Linked DNA regions of Sus scrofa: region 2 is linked to region 1. The links are chromatin contacts, called in public Hi-C maps. All regions are on one chromosome and are shown on one strand. Each heading gives the region's core, a stretch centred on a gene start, on an enhancer-like site or on the middle of the called end of the contact. The rest is flanking DNA. Distances are from core to core; before and after follow the strand shown.

What was found. Hi-C and Micro-C count contacts between places; a contact is called where the count stands out from the background.
Region 2: a contact with region 1 is called in a Hi-C map of embryonic fibroblasts, with 4 times the contacts expected there. The contact joins the promoter of C2H19orf71 here to the promoter of CACTIN in region 1. A contact is called at or near these places in 2 of 5 promoter capture datasets (fetal liver and liver), 2 of 47 Hi-C or Micro-C datasets (both in embryonic fibroblasts) and 1 of 2 datasets of contacts at active chromatin or transcription factors (alveolar macrophages).

What each region holds. Positions count from the first base shown.
Region 1 is chr2:75,047,915-75,051,381 of Sscrofa11.1, forward strand. It overlaps CACTIN (cactin), which reads left to right and starts at 1,336. Exons shown (of 11, transcript XM_021084098.1): 1 at 1,336-1,573. The coding sequence starts at 1,401.
Region 2 is chr2:75,121,175-75,124,247 of Sscrofa11.1, forward strand. It overlaps C2H19orf71, which reads right to left and starts at 1,290. Exons shown (of 3, transcript XM_013987308.2): 1 at 571-1,290. The coding sequence starts at 653. It also overlaps a transcript of FZR1 not described here.

The sequences.
Region 1 (3,467 bases), core at 86-2,585:
GTGTTGCCGCGAGCTGTGGTGTAGTTCACAGACGTGGCTCAGATCCCGCATTGCCGTGGCTCTGGCATAGGCCGGTGGCTATGGCTCTGATTAGACCCATAGCCTGGGAATCTCCATATGCCACCGGAGCGGCCCTAGAAAAGGCAAAAAGACAAAAAATGACATTCCTTCTCTGGTCCTCACTTTCCCCATCTACAAAATGGGTTGATGGGGAATTTAGGTTTTTTTTTTAAGCTTTGACTCCACAACCTTGTAGATCAACTATATTTCTTTCTTTTGTCTTTTTAGGGTCACACCCGTGGCATGTGGAAGTTCCCAGGCTAGAGATTGAATTGGAGCTGCAGGCGCCAGCCTACACCATAGCCACAAAAATGCCAGAGCAGAGCTACCTCTTTGATCTATACCACAGCTCACAGCAATGCTGGGTCCTTAGCGGGGCCAGGGATTGACAAACTTTCGTCCTCATGGATACTAGTCGGGTTCTTTACCAGTGATCCATAATGGGAACTCCCTCAAATATATTTCAATAAAACTTAAAAAAAAAAAAAGCAAGAGTTCCTTTCGTGGCTCAGCAGTTAACGAACCTGACAAGGATCCATGAGGATGCAGGTTCGATCCCTGGCCTCTATTAGTGTGTTAAGGATCCAGCATTGCCCTGAGCTGTGGTGTAGGCTGCAGACGCGGCTTGGATCCTTCGTTGCTATGGCTGTGGTGTAGGCCGGCCCCTGTAGCTCTGATTGGACCCCTAGCCTGGGAACTTCCATATGCCGCGGGTGTGGACCTAAAAAGCCAAAAAGAAAAAAAAAAAAAGCTTAACCCCTGAAACACAGTAAGTATTCATTGGCGGGTGGTAGAGCATGATGATGACTCTCACAGAGGGTCAATCCAGCCTCTAGTGCTTTTCGGTCCCCATCCCAGCTCCTTGAGCTATCTGGACGAGAAACTCCCCGGACACGCCTCCCTTGGCCACGCCTTCTATTGACCCCGCCTCCTAGGCTTCACCCACGCTGGCCCCACTTCCTCTCTGGACGGGCTTCTTCTTGGTCCCGCCTCATCAGGCTCCGCCCCACTCGCAGTTCCTGATTCGCTCTTGCTCAGCCCACAGATGCAGGTTCCCTGAGGCGCGAGGACCCACCTGAGCCTGCCCTTAGTACTGCCTTAAGAGCGAGTCCCCCATCCCTGGCGGCGACAGTCCGGCAGAAGTCCGTCACAGAGGACCCACTTAAGGACAGTTTGGAGGTTACGGGGCTCCAGAGTCCCCGCGGTATGGGGCTGCGGGATGGGTTCCTATCTTCCTGTTCAGGCGCGGACGGGGCAGCGAGGCACGCGCCGCGAGGGAGGAAGGCCCCCGGCGCAGGCCCCGGATATTTGTGTCAGCGCCGCCGGTACCGTCCCAGCCGATGGGTCGGGACACACGCTCGCGTTCGCGGTCCGCTGGTCGCAGGAACCGGAGACAGCGGAGTAGGAGCGGAAGTCGGAGCCGAAGTCGGAGTGGGAGCCATGGGCGGAGAAGCCGACGGCGCCGGGACGACGAGGGGCGGCGCAGGCGGAGGCGGAGGAGCCGGGATCGCAGGTAGGGTAGCTGTGTGAGCCGCGCTGGTGGGTCCGGCTCCAGCCCTCGGGGAGTTGGGAGGCTCCGAGTTAGGGAAGACTTCTTGAAGAAGGGGACGTCTGAGCACGTCGGAATTAACTAGACAGCGACAAGAAAGTGAAAAGCATTCCAAGCAAGGCACCTGGTAGCTGGAGGTACAGCAAGAAGAGCAGTGAGCGGGGCGGAGCGGAGTAGATGAGTTTGGAGAGAAAGTAGGAGACCAGATCGTGCAGTCGTGCGTACCGTGGTAAAGGGTTTGACTGTTATCTGGAGGGCTGTGGAGGATTTTGAACCAGGGAGTGATGTGATCTGGATTACCTTGCAGAACTCCCGCTTGCTTTCGCGTGGAGAAGGGACTGAGTGGGTACGCAAGAGTGACACCAGGGAGGAAAAAAATAGTACAGCTGTCCAGGCAACAGATGATGATGGCTTTCGGGAGAGGTAGGCTGTAATGAGGTACACTGGGAAAAGTAGCTCAATTTGAGAGGGATTTCAGAAGGAGAAGTGACAACCCTTGCTAATGGAGGTAGGCTGTGAGAGGGGAGAATTGTTGATGATGGTGGCAGAAGTCAGTTAATTCCCCAGACTTGGTGCTTAGCTTCCCTTCAGCCCATGGTCCTTTTCTTTTGGAGATGAAACACCTGGATTGAGTTGAGTCTGCTTCAACACAAAGAAATCAGCACCATGATAGGGACTGACTCTCAGACCTGTGTCCCAGTGCTGGCTCAGCCCATAACTGGCTCTGACACTCAGGCCAATCCCTGCCCCACTACGGTCCATGTTTCCTCATCTCTGTCCCCAAGACCTAAATGGGGCTTCTCCATCCATATGCACTGTCTCCTATTACTCCAGCCTGTTCTTCACACATAACCAGACTGGCACTAGTCAGACATAGCTGATCACCCTCTAGGTTTGAGATCTGGCTTTTCCTTTTGAGTCTCATAGGGTTATTCCCATCCAGGAATTCTAGGAAGAAAGAAGGTAGCAGAAATAGTAAAGAGATGGTTTAAACCAGGGTTTAGGAGTCCCAGTGCAGCAGGTTGAGAATCCGACTGCAGGGAATTCCTGTTGTGGCACAGCGGAAGCGAATCCAGCTGGTATCCATGAGGATGCAGTTTTGATCCCTGGCCTTGCTCAGTGGGTCAGGGATCAGCGTTGCCGTGAGCTGTGGTGTAGGCCAGCAGCTGTAGCTCCAATTCCACCCCAAGCCTGGGAACTTTCATATGCTGCAGGTGCAGCCCTCAAAAGACAAAAGCTGAAAAAAAAAAAAAAAAGAATCCAACTTCAGCGGGTCTGGTGCCTGCAGAGATGCAGATTTGATCCCTGGCCCTGTGCAGTGGGTTAAAGGATCCGCCATTGCCACAGCTGTGGTGTAGGTTGTACACCACAGACCCAGAAAAACAAAAAACTAGGCTTAGCAAACTACAGTCTGTGGACCAATAATAGTTTTTACATGTTTAAATGATGAGGGGGAAAAAAATCAAGAGTAATATTTCATGATACGTAAAAATTAGATGAAATTCAAATTTTGAAGAGTTCCTGTCATCGCTCAGCGGTGACGAATCCAACTAGTATCCATGAGGATGCGGGTTCAATCCCTGGCTTTGCTCAGTTGGTTAAGGATCCAGCATTGCCTTGTGAGCTGTGGTGTAGGTCCCAGATGTGGCTCCGATCCAGCATAGCTATGGCTGTGGCATAGGCCAGCAGCTGTTGCTCCAGTTAGACCCCTAGTCTGGGAACTTCCATATGCCATGGGTGTGGCACTAAAAAGCAAAAAAAAAAAAAAAAAAAAAAAAAAAAAAAAGAAGAAGAAGAAGAAGAGAAAAGAAATTCAAATTTTGGTGTCCAGACATAAAATTTTATTGACCAGATTTAC
Region 2 (3,073 bases), core at 40-2,539, 73 kb after region 1:
CAAAACTTAAGGTGAGGTCATGCCAGGTTAGGGAGGTCTTAAGGCAATACCTGATGTCCTGAAAGGATGGGATCTGGACAGTTGGGAAAAGGCCAGGTGATGACAGGCTGAGATGGGGCAATGCTTTTACAAGCCCAGGGACACCATGGACTGCCAGCAGTCTCCAGTAGTTGGGAGGAACATAGGACAGATCCTTCCTCATGGTCTCAGAAGGCCCCACCCCTTGGACACGTTTGGTCTGGGACATCTGGCCCCTGGTGCTGGGAGAGGGTAAATTCTGTGCTTGAAGTTGCCCCATCCCAGGTGCTATTCCAGCAGCACAGGGCTCCCGGGTACCTAGCGTTTGTTCTGCTGGCTGTGTGCATGTGTTGTGCACGCAGAAATGATCACATGTGACCTGCATGCACTCCTGCCAGGTCCCAATCCTGGCTCGGGCAGGTGCAGGGATCAGCCAGAATAGGAGGAGGGGAGCTGGTGCAGCACCCAAGGGCCTTTATAGAGAAAAGATGAGGCTGGCAGGAAGCCAAACCCAGAGAGAGCAAGAGAGGGAAGGGGTAGGGTGGTGCTCACCTGTACAGTGATGCCGGGAAGTCCACCTCAAGGGTATCCCGGGGGACATAGGGCTGGGCAGCCTTCCGCCTCAGGGTCTGCATGTCTGCCTCTGGATGCCCAGGGGCTCATGCCTCCAAGGCCTGTGGGGCCATTGTTGACAGCAACAAAGGCACCCCAGTGTCCTGGCAACAGCTGGGCAGGCTGGCCCCCTGCCAAGAGGCCAGGAGCACAGAGGCTGGAGGAAGGAGGTGGCACCCTGGCATGGGGCTCCCCCTCCACCTCTCCTTAGCCTCCTAGCACCCCTGTGAAGGGCCCTGAACCGAAGGAAGCGTCTGAATTTCCCTCCTGCACCCTCAGTGCCACCTTCCCAGATGCTCAAGCTGGGACCCTGCAGCAACCTCAGCTCCCACATTCTCTCCCCACCCCAGCCCGTACTTCATCTGTTTCCAAAATATATCCAATATCCAGTGTGTGCACATGCCGAGTTCCCAGCAGCACGATCTACAACCGCCACAGAGTGGAAACAATCCAAATGCCCACCAACTACAGAACACACACACAAAATGTAACCCTCCACACAGTGGAGTATCACGCAGCCTCAAAAAGGAGCAACGCACTGACACAACATGGACAGGCCTTGAGACCACGATGCTCAGTGAGTAAAACAGACACAGAAGGTCACAGTGTGCAACTCCATAGATGGGAAACTTCCAGAACAGGCACATCCAGAGAGACAGAGGCTGAATTCCTGGTTGTCAAGGGGCTGAGGAGGGATGGGAGTAACTGCTCATGCGGAAAGGGCTTCTTTTGGGATGATAGAATGTTCTGGAATTAGTGGTGACGGTGGCACAACATAGTAAATATACTAAAAAGCACTAAATCATACACTTTAATGTTACGCACATTTCACTACACATACAAAACATTAACAAAAAATCCAGAAGCTTCCTGCCTTTCACCATGTTCATCTGTTCCTGGCCATAGTCCATGTCATCACCTGCCTTGCTCAGAGCCTCCTCCTCTCTGGTCTCTGTGCCGCCGCCCACCTGTTTTCAGGTCTCTACATGGCAATCTCATCCCTTCCCATCTCAGCACAGTCAAGACCTCCCACCCCAGTGGGGGTAAAGCCCAGTCCTCCCTGCAGCCCACAAGCCCCTGCACGACCTGCCCTCCTCTTCTCACTCACTCTGCTCCAGCCACATGTACCTCCTTGCCCTTCCTCCAACACATCAGGCCTGGTCCTGTTCCAAGGCTTTGGCCTGAGCCATGCCCTGGTCTGGAGCACCACCTCTGCCCAGCTGTGTCCATGCTTCCCCTAAGGCCCTTGCTCAAACATCAGATTCATAGTAAGCCCTCGACGCAAAGCTGCTCTCTCCCAAGGCCTCACTCTACTTTCGCCCCATGACAGCCAGACATGCCTAACACTCTACAGTCCCACTCACCTGCCACAGCAGAAGCTCCTCAAGGGCAGGTCTTGGGTCTGGCTTCTCTTGTCCCCAGTGCCCAGAACAGGGATCTTCACTAGGAGGAAAGGGCCTGGGGTGCCCACCAGTTGTGGGCAGCTGCTCACCACAGGAGGCCTTATCCTTCTCAAGACCCCCTGGGGTCTCCAGGCCTGCCAGCCCACCCAGTGGTATAGCCTCTCTGGCCTGGGCTACTTTCCTCTCTGGCCCCCAGGACCTCTTGCCTCCCCCATACCCTTGCAGCCCTCTTGACCCCCCACATCCTTCCCAGAAGCCGCTGCATGACAGGGAAGGCCCCTGCTCACCTTCGGCTATCACCATGTCACTACTTCCCTTTCACCTTTACCATCCCAGGATTGATGGAAACAAATCCTGCCCCACCACATACACCCTCCCCCATGGCAGGCCGCTGGGCTGGCAATGTCCCCAGTAGGCTTGGTGCCCCAGCTGTCAGATGGAGGTTTCCCCACCAGGTTAGCTCTCACCCTCCCTACTCCTCTCATGGGAACCAGCCAGACCGCAGGGATGGGCGTGAATCACAGGTCCAGAATTCAGGGACACCAGAGCCACTCACTAACCACAGCCTCTCACGAAGGCCAGCCCGTCACTACGTTTGTGACATTCAGGCTGGTGTGGGGTCTCAGCATATGCACACTTGACCTGTCAGGCCCAGACAGACGAACTGGGAGCCCCAGCCGTGCACAACCCCTGTGGCTTAATGACCGTCATGCTGCATCCCAAGGGGAACGCCCTGCACGGCACCCACTGCCGCTCCCGCCATGGTGCGTGCTGACAACACTGTGTTCATGGTTTCACGTCCCTTCTGTGCTCCCTGGGCCAGGGCCTACAAGCAGAACCAGGGCCAGGGTGCGGTACACATAGGCCAGTTTTCTTATTAAAAAACAAAACAAAAACAAAACTCAAACAAAAATAAGGTCTCGACCAATTGGAATACACACATCTATGTACACTGTCTCTCACCCGTCCCCAAGTTCAGGCAGGTTCAGACAACTGCCCTCTGAAAGAGAGGGCTCTAAAAGCTGTGACCTCTGTGTCCC